4 separate regions of the Mus musculus genome follow, and all the other regions are linked to region 1. A link is a contact called in public Hi-C and HiChIP or PLAC-seq data. All regions are on one chromosome and are shown on one strand. Each heading gives the region's core, a stretch centred on a gene start, on an enhancer-like site or on the middle of the called end of the contact. The rest is flanking DNA. Distances are from core to core; before and after follow the strand shown. Region 1 overlaps Inpp4b (inositol polyphosphate-4-phosphatase, type II). Region 2 overlaps Inpp4b (inositol polyphosphate-4-phosphatase, type II). Region 3 overlaps Inpp4b (inositol polyphosphate-4-phosphatase, type II). Region 4 overlaps Inpp4b (inositol polyphosphate-4-phosphatase, type II).

What was found. A called contact is a pair of places that touch in the nucleus more often than the background predicts. HiChIP or PLAC-seq counts read pairs in DNA pulled down with a chosen protein or histone mark.
Region 2: a Foxp3 HiChIP or PLAC-seq map of regulatory T cells shows a contact between it and region 1, with 11 times the contacts expected there. The contact joins two enhancer-like sites. A contact is called at or near these places in 1 of 15 datasets of contacts at CTCF or cohesin (CD8 T cells), 3 of 484 Hi-C or Micro-C datasets (CD4 T cells, the HPC-7 cell line and Th1 cells), 9 of 115 datasets of contacts at active chromatin or transcription factors (the 230-238 cell line, CD8 T cells, Th17 cells and 3 more) and 3 of 9 other capture datasets (adipose tissue, liver and pancreatic islet).
Region 3: a Hi-C map of group 2 innate lymphoid cells shows a contact between it and region 1, with 1.9 times the contacts expected there. The contact joins two enhancer-like sites. A contact is called at or near these places in 2 of 15 datasets of contacts at CTCF or cohesin (CD8 T cells and the G1E-ER4 cell line), 3 of 484 Hi-C or Micro-C datasets (the G1E-ER4 cell line, group 2 innate lymphoid cells and nephron progenitors), 2 of 115 datasets of contacts at active chromatin or transcription factors (the 230-238 cell line and CD8 T cells) and 2 of 9 other capture datasets (adipose tissue and liver).
Region 4: a Hi-C map of group 2 innate lymphoid cells shows a contact between it and region 1, with 5 times the contacts expected there. The contact joins two enhancer-like sites. A contact is called at or near these places in 1 of 15 datasets of contacts at CTCF or cohesin (CD8 T cells), 6 of 484 Hi-C or Micro-C datasets (the Ba/F3 cell line, CD8 T cells, Th1 cells and 3 more), 6 of 115 datasets of contacts at active chromatin or transcription factors (the 230-238 cell line, CD8 T cells, Th2 cells and 1 more) and 2 of 9 other capture datasets (liver and pancreatic islet).

Annotation. Positions count from the first base shown.
Region 1 is chr8:81,766,039-81,769,266 of GRCm38.p6, reverse strand. Inpp4b (inositol polyphosphate-4-phosphatase, type II) reads right to left here. Exons shown (of 25, transcript NM_001024617.3): 6 at 1,055-1,173. Among named protein-coding and RNA genes, the nearest start is that of Gm25267, 390 kb to the left of the region's middle. Within about 2 kb of position 1,701, at least 162 of the 459 cell types and tissues checked have an H3K27ac peak or open chromatin away from gene starts, as enhancers often do. A contact at or near this core is called in the 230-238 cell line, CD8 T cells, the G1E-ER4 cell line and 7 more, where this site is marked.
Region 2 is chr8:81,557,188-81,560,151 of GRCm38.p6, reverse strand. All of the region lies in intron 2 of Inpp4b (inositol polyphosphate-4-phosphatase, type II), which reads right to left. Among named protein-coding and RNA genes, the nearest start is that of Gm51582, 220 kb to the right of the region's middle. Within about 2 kb of position 1,286, at least 18 of the 459 cell types and tissues checked have an H3K27ac peak or open chromatin away from gene starts, as enhancers often do. A contact at or near this core is called in CD8 T cells, Th1 cells, Th17 cells and 3 more, where this site is marked.
Region 3 is chr8:81,523,654-81,526,700 of GRCm38.p6, reverse strand. The region is part of intron 2 of Inpp4b (inositol polyphosphate-4-phosphatase, type II); the gene reads right to left. Among named protein-coding and RNA genes, the nearest start is that of Gm51582, 180 kb to the right of the region's middle. Within about 2 kb of position 1,275, at least 4 of the 459 cell types and tissues checked have an H3K27ac peak or open chromatin away from gene starts, as enhancers often do. A contact at or near this core is called in the G1E-ER4 cell line and group 2 innate lymphoid cells, where this site is marked.
Region 4 is chr8:81,634,971-81,638,228 of GRCm38.p6, reverse strand. The region is part of intron 2 of Inpp4b (inositol polyphosphate-4-phosphatase, type II); the gene reads right to left. Among named protein-coding and RNA genes, the nearest start is that of Gm51582, 290 kb to the right of the region's middle. Within about 2 kb of position 1,843, at least 33 of the 459 cell types and tissues checked have an H3K27ac peak or open chromatin away from gene starts, as enhancers often do. A contact at or near this core is called in the 230-238 cell line, CD8 T cells, Th1 cells and 3 more, where this site is marked.

The sequences.
Region 1 (3,228 bases), core at 452-2,951:
GCTGAATCATTTCTTCCAGCCACTGCTTCAGAGAGACCAGTGAGCTAAACCAGCCAAGACTGGAGCAGAAAAAAACAAAAAACAAAAAACCCAAAAAAACAAAAAAAACATGCTTGGCTGAAGGAGCTGCAGAACACACTCTCCAAAACCCCAAATGTTCAAATACATATCTCTTATTCTCTAAGGTCATGAAATGTCTCTCAAGAACAAAATGATCTAAAGGGAAACCCTTGTCTTTTTGAATCTGAGCCAGCACAATATTGTATTTCCTTCAATACGTGGTGAATGTTGTATTAGCAACAATAAATGGAAGCAGGGAATCTCTCATCTCATGAGTGATATTTACAATGTCTGTCTGGAAACAAATGGCTAATCAAGTTAGTCACTTACTGTTCTTTAGAAAACACAGTACTTTGAAATGCATACCTAGCAGAGAATATAAAGTATTTACTGTTGGACTAGACTGGGCCCCCGGGTGTGAGGGGAGAGCAAAAACCTCTTCACTTGTTTTGAACTATGTGGGTACTTTATTCTTTTTCCCTCATTAAATATATTCATTCCACTGTATTTAAAATCAACATAGATAATGTACATAGAGAAACACAAATTTCTAGACAAACATTCTGTTCTGTTTGGGAATTCGGAGTGGAAAGCTTTTTTCTGGAAGAAAACTAAAATCTTTCAATGAAAAGTCCAGTTCTTCTCCATGTGTTTACTCTGCATGTGCTTAGACATTTCAGATCTGTGTTCCTTAATGACAGACAAAAGCAACAGCCAGCAAGAGACCACAAGTTAACTCAAGTCAGCTGTTCAGAGGGGCGGAGGGGCAGGAGAGAGCAAGAGGTGGGGGGAGGAGAGAGCAGGAGCACAACACACACACAGAGACAAAAGCTTGCACAGAAAGAGAGTGGGGGGAGGGAGAGAGAGAGAGAGAGAGAGAGAGAGAGAGAGAGAGAGAGAGAGAGAGAGAGAGAGAGAGAGAGAGAGAGAGAGAGAGAGAGAGAGAGGCAAAGGTGGACAGAGTCAGAGAGAAACACGTGCAAGCCAGGCTCACCTCCACAATTTCTGTGCTGGAGTACCTCGTCAGGGTCTGCTCCACCGGGTGGATTACTGAGATCTGGACTACTGTATTCAGTTTCCGATCACTGACAGGAGCCACAAGATCCCTGCAGGCTGGCAACAGCAAAGGAAAAAGAAAGAGCAGGAAAAAAAAATAGAAAAAGAAAGAAAGAAAGGAACTCAGTCGATCTCTCTAGGCAAACTTCTGAGCAGAGCTGAAATCAACTTTGTCTAGCCGGTGAAGGAAATCTCCTGGCTCTCAGCTGGCTTTACAGAGGAAGTCTCTTGGAAGTACCTTACAGAAATAGGAAGTCACGTGCTGCCAAGCTGAATTGAGAGTTCATTTCCACTGACCACATTTGCAGCACATGCAAGTCTTGAGTGCTCCGGGATGGCAGCTCCAGTGTGTGAAAATGTAGACACACACAGCCAGGGAATGTGAGGGCTCTAATTAGCCAATAACCCCTAGGGCTTCTTTCACACTCTTGCATGAAGTAAGTTGATTTGGGCCACAGCCAGGAAACTAAGATGTCTCTTGTTGACACTGGCTGGGTTAAGTCAAATGTCTGAATGTACGCCTCACAATCCTCTACCTGGTCCTCTATAGTCCTCGGCACTGAGGAAACAGGAAGGCTGATTACTCTGCCACAGCGGAGCTTAGGCAGAAGAGGAAGCAGCCAGGGGTTAAAGAGCCCTCTGTCTGGACTTCAGGACCATCCAGAGAGAGAGCAACTTGGTAATTGTTGCCCAGGGGCCCCACATTCTACGAGCTTTTCCTTGACACAGCCTGGCTCCTGTTACAGCGCCAGCTACAGGACTACATTCCCTGGAGTGTTTTCCTCTGTTGCATAGCATTTTCTAGTTTTGGAAAGGAACAAAATAGCAGGAATAAAAGATACTCCCTTTCAATAAGTCTAGTATCTACTCTCTTCCCTACTTTCCACCTCTGATTTTGAAATAGTATTTCTACTTCTTGAAATTGACTGTGATTAAAAAGTCCCCTTTGTTCAGCAGACGCAGTTTCTGGTAAAGGGGAAGCAGCCCCATAAGTGGTTCGCAGTGATGGTGTCCAGGGTTCCACACCATCCCTATCCCATTCAGGGACCAAGAAGACAGGCAGAGGAGGGGGTGGCTTTACCCCCTGCAATGGCACCTCTGCAGTTTGCAGGGGCACTGGGACAAAGGTAATACTCCTTAAATTTGAAAGTTGAAAGCAAAGCAATTTATAGATGTAATTATCACCTTTCAATGGCTTGCAGAGCACCTTATTTATAGAAGGGGAATGAGAGAAAATACAGGCCCTTTCAAAGGAAACCCATCTGGCTTAGGCCCACTTCTGATAAATGCTGGGGGGATGCGGTGTGTGGGGGGTGTTATTTAACTTTTTAATGTCTTGAAAAACTTTTGGAGTTTTATTCCTGTCTGGTATTTTGTTGTTAAATTTTTCTTACTGAAATCATATGCCTTAAGCAAAACAAAAGAAGCTAAGGAAGGCATGGGTGGAGAAAAAATAGCTACCGCTTATTTAACCTTCCCTGTTTTGAGGAACTCTGCTCATTAGCTATATCAAAATATCCTTCTCTCCATTTCTGTCCTTGGCATACCAACCTGATCTCTGGTAGAGTGCATCGGCCTTTGGGAGACCCTCTAACACTACTATTTGTTGCTCACCCTGATAAATCTACATTTAAAGATAATCAAACAAAAACCCACCTACACATGGTTTCAATAATATCAATATACCACTGGAAAATGTCTTTCACTGAAAGGTTTCCTGCTCTTCGGTGGTTAGTTTGATCATTTCCTTGCCTTGCCTTATGATGTGCATTTCATTTTAGCACTCTTGCTTTTCTCTTCGCTGTGAACCTCTACTGAAGCTGACAAGCATCTTGGGAGTTTAAAGCGAGGGGCTTTGGAGTTTCACATGCATACACCTCGCCCACTCTCTGGTGGCAGCTTTCCCTCTGTCTTATGAGTGCTTGACATCTTTGATCAAAATAAGTCACATCCCTTCTGAGTTCTTATCAGGCTTCGCTGTGGCTGTGGTTATTCCCAGAAGTGAGCAGCTATTCTGTTCCAACAGAGAGCCTCTCAGCTGCACTTCCTACAAGAACAGACAGCACACAAAATTCAAGGTTCTGTGCAGTTCTTCAGATGGCCCTGATAGTG
Region 2 (2,964 bases), core at 37-2,536, 210 kb after region 1:
GGCTCAGCAGTGATGGTGACCATCGCTGGGAATGCAGAGAGGCCTCCTGAGGGAGATTAGACATTGCTCTTTAGAGAAAAACCTGCTCCATTGTTTCCCACAGTGGATCCAAATAAGAGACAGTCCATGGTTTTAAAGCACTTATTGTCATGGTAGATAATTCTGATAAGTGGAACTGTACCCCATTTTTCTCAGGGCAAGCCTGAGGTAAAATATTTTTTGCAGGGAGGAGTGTCGGGGAAGGGGAGCTTAATTGACTAAGCCCTTCAGACCTTTAGGTGCCTCATTAAAATGGGGTCTGTCTTGAGGCTACATGATCTGTGGTCACATCCTCTACCTGTGGAGGGCTTGAGGCATTCCCTTACATGACTGATGTCCACAGACCCATGAAGTGGAGAGCTGTGGCCTCCTGTCTGGAACCTGTGTCTAGGAGTGTGACAAAACACCTACTGTCCCTTGCAGGCTACGGTCACCTTCTGGGGCACTGGGGTTTTAAACCTAGCTCAACCAGAAACCAGGCTGCCTCTCACAGTCCCACAATTTTTCTCTAACATCGAATATAAATGTGAAATAAGGTAATGAGGGTGAAGTATGAATTTCTTTCCCCCTATATTAAGCCTACTCACCAATTTAACAGCAGACAAATAAACAATGTGGATCAACTAAGAAATTAGAAAACTGTATCAATTTCATTCAGTCCCATTATAGCTTGTGGTAAAGCCAACAATGATTACAACTATCCACCAACTGTACAGTCCTTGCACAGTAGATTCAGCACTGGACATGTATCAGCTACAACTAGTTTTACCTTGCAAGAGACAAGAGAACACTTTGGATGACATTGTCTGTAGGCATATATTTTCACAGCCTACTTCAATAAGGGTTCAACCTCCATTCTAGCCCACCATTTACCAGAAGTAGTGGGAAAAAAAGATTATTAGAATACATGGGAAGTGGACATGTTTAGAAATAGTCCTTTGGGGTGATTGCAATCTTCGTTGTTCTCAGTCCAGTCCACTAACAAACACCAAACACAAATCAGCAGGAGTCATTCAATCCAGAAGAAACTGTGAGACTTGTCAACTGGCCCAAGTCCACAGAATTGACAAAAAGGAGCAGTACCTTCACGAGGAGAAGTTCTACTGTGAGTTTCTCTCCACAGTCACCACAAGCTAAGCTCATCAATGCCATGTAAGGCAAACCAATTTATGTGCATCATTAGTGAAGTCTAGTGATGCAGAGCAAGGCAAGCCAACACTCCAGCTCCCACTGTCTGAGGGGCCACATTTACATTCTTTCTAAACATCACGTGTACTTTCTCATTTCTGCTATAGCAAAACATCCTTTCACCTGTGCCTGCTTCATTAAAATATTCTTTCACACGTTTGCTTTAGCAAAACATCCTTTCACTTATGTGCCCCAGCAAAACATCATTTAACGTAACTGACTTTCCAAAGAAACCAGAAGTTTCCATTTCAATTGTTTGTACTTCTACAATATTGACATATGTATGGGTCATAGCATTGATGTGGTCAAAGAACCATGCGTCACTCCAGTGCTACTCAGTGGAATTTAAAGTGCAACTTACTCCTCATTCCTAAGATCTGTCAAGCATCTCTCAACTTATTTCACACGGATAAATAGGAAGATCATCTCTACTAGGTTATGCAACTGTATGGATTGTATATGATAATGATACTCATAAAATATATAACTAACATACTATGTTTTCCATATCCACAACTCCATTCTAAGCACTATTGCATAGCATAACCCACTTGTATTTAAAAATGAAAAACTTCTATAAATCAGTACTATTATTTCCCTTCTGTCATAGGTAGGAAAGCATCAACATCCCACCTTTTCATATATATATCTGAGAGAGTGAGAGATTCATATATCTATATCATCTCTATCTATCTATCTATCTATCTATCTATCTATCTATCTATCTATCTATCTATCTATGTCTATATCTATATATCCTTCTTTTTATTCCTTTATGTGTTCTCCAGGTGAAATCCTGGAACTAGTGTATGCTGGAAAACAACTCATTGGGCTGTATCCACCTCTATTTTTCCAATTTTTAAATTGGGACACAAAATCTGGCTAAGTGTCCCAGACAAGCTTTGAACTCTCTTTATAGGTCAGGACTTAAACTTGTGATCTTCCTGCTTCTGCCTTCCAAGTGGCCAGAATTACAGGTCTAACAACATTATGTAATTAACAAAGGTCATATGTTAATTGATTGAAAACTAAGAACTGACGTTCAGTATACCCACCCCAGAGTCTATTACCTTAACACCAGCATTACCTTAATTAAGCAATTCAGCACAGTGTAGATCTCCATTTGTAGCTGTGGCTGTAACTGCAGTATTAATATTTTGTATGGACTTCCAATAAGCTGCATATTGTCCAGGGCTATAAATGTTAATGAAGTAAATAAAACTATTTTGCCAACACTTCATTTTTGTCACATTTTTCTTTTAACAACGCAATAAAGACATAAAGTGTTAATGTCCTTCCCATTCATCAAAAAATGAAACTTCCACTGTAAAAACATCCCATCTCTTACTCTCTCTTTCTCTCAATCCAGAGCTCTAGATGGAGATGTCCACCTACATTCTGACATTTTAAGATTTATATCATCCTGAACATACTGGATATAGCAAAAACTAACTGAATGCATAAAAGAAATGGGGCATAAAACAGAATGAAGTGGAAGATTTGAGCTCATTCTAGTGAATGAATTGTCTTTCCTTCAGAAGAGGCATGAGGAAGGGACCCAAGGGAGGAGAAAGAAAAGGAAGGGGGTGTAGTAGGTTGGCCTGATGCTTCTTAGACTCTAATGCTAATACCCAGCCCCCAAGACTAGCCAGAGATGAGAGAGTCCACACTTAAGATGATAAGTGACCCTGCCCTCAAGTTATTTCTGATTGGTGAATAAAATTGCCAACAGTAATA
Region 3 (3,047 bases), core at 26-2,525, 240 kb after region 1:
TAACCTTGAACTAGGATTGAAATAAAACAGATTTTCTAAAGAATTAGAATTGTTATCCTATTTTGAAAACTGACACTTGTGTCAAGTGAAAATAAACTCTAGAAAAAGAACCACATTTCTACAATATATTTCAATTACAGGAACAATCTTTAAAGTCCTAAAATTATGTAACTACTAAGATAACTATGTTATTGTGTTTTCTTCATTAAAATAGCATCACTGACTTTCTTGCAATATAACCCGATGAAAGAGATTATATCACTTTTGTACAAAGATCCAAACTTGAATTGCAAGGTTCACCCCACAGGGGGTACTAAGATGGGTCAAGGACCAGGTAGTTACCTGGAAACACTGTATATTGAAGTGCAATCTTATCCTCTCACTGATCTGGATTCAGTGATAGAGGCCAACTAGGCTTTGAAATAATTTACATGACAAGATCAGTATCATAGTGAATTGATTGAAATGCAGACAAAGTTACATTAACCACATTGAACTGTATAACCAGGAACATGAACTAAAATTTTACATAGCATGGAAAGACCAGATCAATACGAATTGTTTAGCATTTTTATCTATCTTAATATACAATAGCAGAGAAATTGTTTTAACTTCTGCCACAATGGTTTGGAAATCTTAAAATTCAGGGTAATGATGTTTCCTTGCAAACATATGTCCATGTTGACCATTTGACTAATCTGACAGATATTTATTGCCATTTCTGTAGCCCAAAAGTAGGTTCTATTTGAAAGGGAAACCTGTGTCATATAATTACCAGTACCCTCACTCATTACCAGTACAGAGAAGTCAAGTTCCAGCCACTCCCAGATCCAAGGAGAACATTCAGGTAAGCCTCAAGTTCATCATCAATGAGGCAATAATTCACTACTAAATATACACCTTGCTCGTGCATAAAATGTGTGATTTGTAAAATATTTCCTTTGTCCTTATTTTTGTCTTGAAACTATCTTAAGGCTGATTACCATTACTATAAAGATAGTTGCAAATTTCTATATTGAAAATTATACTAGTACAATTAAGAACAAATATGAACTGTATAAGAAGCAAATTTTGAGTAAGATTAAATCTGGAATATTTAAAGATCTGGTTCAGCACAACTTTGAGGTTCAGTACAACACAATCTAAGATGAGTAACTTCTTACTGACCCATTATTAGCGCTTTTGTGTGATGCGATGAGATAGAGAAAGCCCTGCAGAGACAGTGATAGCTTGATCAAACAAAACAAAAGAAAGTCTGATTCTATGGAAGGTCATAGACCACACTTCATTGGCATCAGATAAACGAGTTCTCAGAAGATTATCACAGCTGAGTGGCTTTAAACAGTTATGATGAAACTTCTCTTTAGTTGTAGGACTCCCAGGAATAAGACATTGTTTTTCATTTGCACAAGACAGGGATTCTTAGGGAGAAGTTATGTGTGTGTGTGTGTGTGCGCACACACGCGTGAGCACGCTCACCGTGCTACCCATGAGAGATGAGGGGTTGGGGAGTAGAGTAAAATCCTATTAACTTGCATGTATCCAAATCTGCCATTATATCAGGTTTGAGGTGGGCATGAATGGCAACAGGTCAGTTTCACTACAGCATGCTCTGAGCACAAAGCCAGACAAAAAAGAAACCCTAAAATCCCTATACTCCACTCTAAGATGTTATTATCTCTTTACAGTTCTTTCTCCTATAGAGTCTTTTGCTTGGTGTCAAATCCTGGGGAAAAGTCTGAAGAAAAACAGCATGAACTACCAGTACATTTGATGATGAGAAGGAAAAACAAGGAGGAGGGGGAGGAGGGGGAGAAAGAAGAGGATGGCTAACCCATTTTGTAGTTGTTGAGAACACTTTGGTAATTTGATCTATTTCTTATTTCCTATCCTTTTGACGTGCTTTCTGTCAAGGATGCAGAGTATTGAGATAATTCTTATCTGCTCATGAGAGGACTTCTGAGCAGATAAGATTGGCATACGGATTATTAGGGAAATTAACAATGGGGAAGTGGAAAATGTCATTTTCTTCTTTAAAACTTTAACCTTAAGTAAATTAGTTAATTAATTGGTTACTTAATGAAAAAAATAAAATTGTTTAACACAAATGAATGTACACAAAATCACAAGGAACTGAAGTTCTCTGAGATACAGGGCATGAAGTTAAAGGTTTAGACACACATGTTGCTTTTGTCTCGCTTAGATTATATACAGATAAGATTCTGTGGCTGTAAGTAGCACAGTCAGTGTATTAACTAGAAGGGCTTGATGCTGATACCCAGAGCATAGCTGTGAGTAAAGGATTAGAAAGAAAATGATGAAGGATTCTTAGAGGGGTGATGCTCACAGCACGAACTCTAAAAAGACTCAGCCATGGGCCTTATTCTAAAAAGAGGAAATACATGGTGTGTTACTCAAAAAATGTTGAAATATAAATAAATTTGCTAAAACAGGGAAAGAATTGTTAAACAAATAGGTATTGGTTTATCTATATGTAATAAATATGTACATACAGTAAGCTGAAAGTATAAAAATATAAGTAAACATAACTATACAGCAGTTTCCTCTAAATAAAAAAAATAATCCTAATTAAAATACAGACACACTGAGAATTAAAATACACTGGGAATGCATCCGTCTTATGATATTGAAACAAGACTTTTTATTTTTGTATAGCCCTCTGAGTTCACAAACTCACAACACCTTGTTTAAACTTATGTATCACTTTTATTTGAATGACTATTTAGTGAAGTCTCCAAGAGCTGTTTACACACAGGACTGAGCTATTAAAACCCACACCACTGTAAATAACATTGATTCTTAATTTATAAGCCTTTGGAATATCCTGACTAATAAGACTATCGTTGTATACCCAAGGCTTTCAGCAAGTATACTGGTTTATTTTAAAAGTGTGAAACTCTTTTCAAAGATTCAAAATTAATTAATTTTAATTAACTCTATTAACTTATGAAAAGACTGAGAATAATTCCTTTGTGTCCCTATTTCACCAATTTCTAAGAGTCTTAAATGAATCAGTTAGTAGTGGT
Region 4 (3,258 bases), core at 594-3,093, 130 kb after region 1:
TCACCCAGTGTGGAAGAGTCAGTCCTCCCCTGGCTGTCTTTGGATCAAGATGTAAAACTCTCAGCTCTTTCTCCAGCACCACGTTTGCCTGCACGATGCCATGCTTCCCACCATGATGATACTGTAAGCCAGCCCCAATTAAATGTTGTCCTTTATAAGAGTTGCCTTGGTTATGGTGTCTCTTTACAACAATGGAAACCCTAATTAAGACAGCTCCTTATATCTAAAACTCTGATTCTGTATTTGTCATTATGGGAATTGAAGACGATTACAAATATCATTTTTAAGAATAAGTATTCACTACACTTCTCCTCGTAGTTTTGGAAACACAGTAAAAAACAACACAAGAGAGGTGACTAACCAAGCAAGGTCCTGACTGATAAGAGACACCTGCTCTGGGGTACTGGTTAGTTCATATTGTTGTTCCACCTATAGGGTTGCAGACCCCTTTAGCTACTTGGGTACTTTCTCTAGCTCCTCCATTGGGGGCCCTGTGTTCCATCCAGTAGCTGACTGTGAGCATCCACTTCTGTGTTTGCCAGGTACCAGCATAGCCTCACAAGAGACAGCTATATCAGAGTCCTTTCAGCAAAATCTTGCTGGCATATTGCAATGGTGTCTGCTTTTGGAGGCTGATTATGGGTCTCTAGCTGCATATGTAGCAGAAGATGGCCTAGTCAGCCATCATTGGGAAGAGAGGTCCCTTGGTCTTGAAAACTTTATATTCCCCAGTACAGGGGAACACCAGGGCCAAGAAATGGGAGTGGGTGGGTAGGGGAGGGTGGTATGGGGGACTTTCAGGATAGCATTTGAAATGCAAATGAATAAAATACCTAATAAAAATGGAATGAAAAAGAGAGAGATAGCTGCTGCCCACTTTGGCTCTAAGGAAAAAGAGTCATGGGACATAGAGAGTCTTGGTAACTCTCCTCTCTATAAAAGTCTATGAAAATTCCCTCAATAAACATGTTTTTTCCAAAGTACATAATATACTAGCTCACCTATAATTTTGAAAATATATTATTTTGCTTCCATAGTTGCTCCTTTATCTAAAAATTTATTGTATCTACTCCAAAACTCAGCCAAAATAATAAATCTTTCTGCCCAACCCTAGGAATGACTCAGTACATAAATAATATTATATGTGGCTTTGGATGTATGAAACTTCATCTTCCTTGATTTTGTTTTTCTATGTAAGGCATAAAATGAAACTTAACATACAATATAATAAATAGTTTGTTTTGAGTAAGAATATTTTTTTCAAAACCAATAATTCTGTCCTTACCTTTCATAAGTTTTAATTTTTGTTGTTTTTCATGAAATTTGGAAGGCTAACTTTATATTACATTTGTGTTCCTATCTGTTGTCAGGCAATCTAAGCTTTGTTGTTGCCACAGACAGCAGACGGGCAAGCATTATTTATCCACTGACTTTGAAATGAGCAATGGCTTGACTTCAAACATTTATTTTATTGGCCAAGTACCTCAGGGTAGGGCCTTTCCTCATTTGTTGTTTGCATATACATTCTCTGGTGATGTTAAGGAAGCAAAAGGTCTAAGTCAAATGTTATTCTTAGAATCAAAACTCATGTTCATAATATGTGTGGCTGGCATTCAATACTTAGTGTCTTACATTACATGACACTGAAACAAAAAAATTTACGTACTTAAAATAATCTATTTACACCTTTGTTAACTGATCTAAATGTTAGCAACCATTATCAGATAGCTAGATATGCAGTTTTATTGAAACCAAGTTACTGCTTATTCTAGCTTCAACTGTCAACTTCACACACACTTGATTTCTCAGAAGGGAAACACAGCTGGGGAATTCCCTAGACCAAATTGGCCTGTAACCATGTGGGTGGGGGATTGTCTTGATTTCTAACTGGCAATGGAGAGCTCAGCCCTCTGTGGGTGTTATAATTTTTTGGACAGGAGGTCCTGAGCTGTATGAGGAAGCCAGCTGAGGATGAGCCTCCATGAGTCAAGAAGCACCTTTCCCCTGGAGTTTCTGCTGTACTCACTTGGATGCGCTTTAGTTACCTAGTCCAGAGAAACACTGCATAAAATAGAAAGTAGGCTTGACTTTGATTTCCTGCCTGGACTTCCAGCAGTGATGGACTATGACCTGACAACATAAATCAAATAGAAGCTTTTACCTACTAAGTTACTTTTGGTCAAAGTGCCTTATCCCAGCTACAGAAATGAGATAGACCCTGTTTTAATGTGCAATTTAAAGTTGTGGTCATTGGCCTTTGCCCAAAATTGAAATGACTCTTTAGAAGCATGAGAATGTTGCTGCTAGTTGAGTTTGATTATGCTTATCAGCAAAAAGTGGAAAGATAATTGAACTGCATTTATAACACACACACACATACACACACAAGCACACAGACAAACATACACACACACACACACACACACACACACGGCCTTGGACATCCACTTTGAGCATATCCAGACTCCCCTCAGCACACTATGTATTTGTTCTGTGATGTGATTTGTTCTGTTCCACTTGTAGTCCCCACATTTTATACAGATTTACTGTAGGGTTGTGCTAAAATGCATGCACTTAACAACTGTGATCAACTTTTAACAAGTAGTGACTACTCACATTGGGTATGTCTCCTGCTCTGTTTCCTCACACACTGATTTTGTCTTGTAACCAGGGACCACTGAACAGTTGCATAGAGGTTGTGTTATAATGTAAGTGACAACATTGCCATGTTGGCTAATATTTTTAAAGTTTTAAAAGAAGTGATCAAGTCAATAACACTTAAATATCAGGACAATGAGTGTAGTCCATAGATTGTGCAGGAAAATGCAAGTAGTAAATTTTGACTAAAATTGGCGAGTTCTGAGTCATCACTGGTTCTGAAGGTGATGGCAATGGGCAGTGGGAGAAATAGGTTCTTATTGCAATGAGAGAGTGGAGTGATAGGGTCCTTAAAGGAAGTCCAGCATACTCACCTTGTACAGAGACTGGAGAACTACATACAAGATGTTGCTCTCATGAACAATGGAAAAAATTACCAGTGGAAAGAAGAGAGAAGCAGGCATGGGGGAGAATGCCTACCAAGCCTTAGCAACTAGCTATTAGCTGAAAATGCAGGAGGAAATTAAAGCAGCTCTCTAATTGAAGAATTGTTTCCAAATAGCTTCAAAATCACTCCAAATAAATACTTCAAATTATTTCATAATTTACCAATAAAATTTGAAGAAAATAGTATAAAACTGAATTGGGTACAAGTTTAAG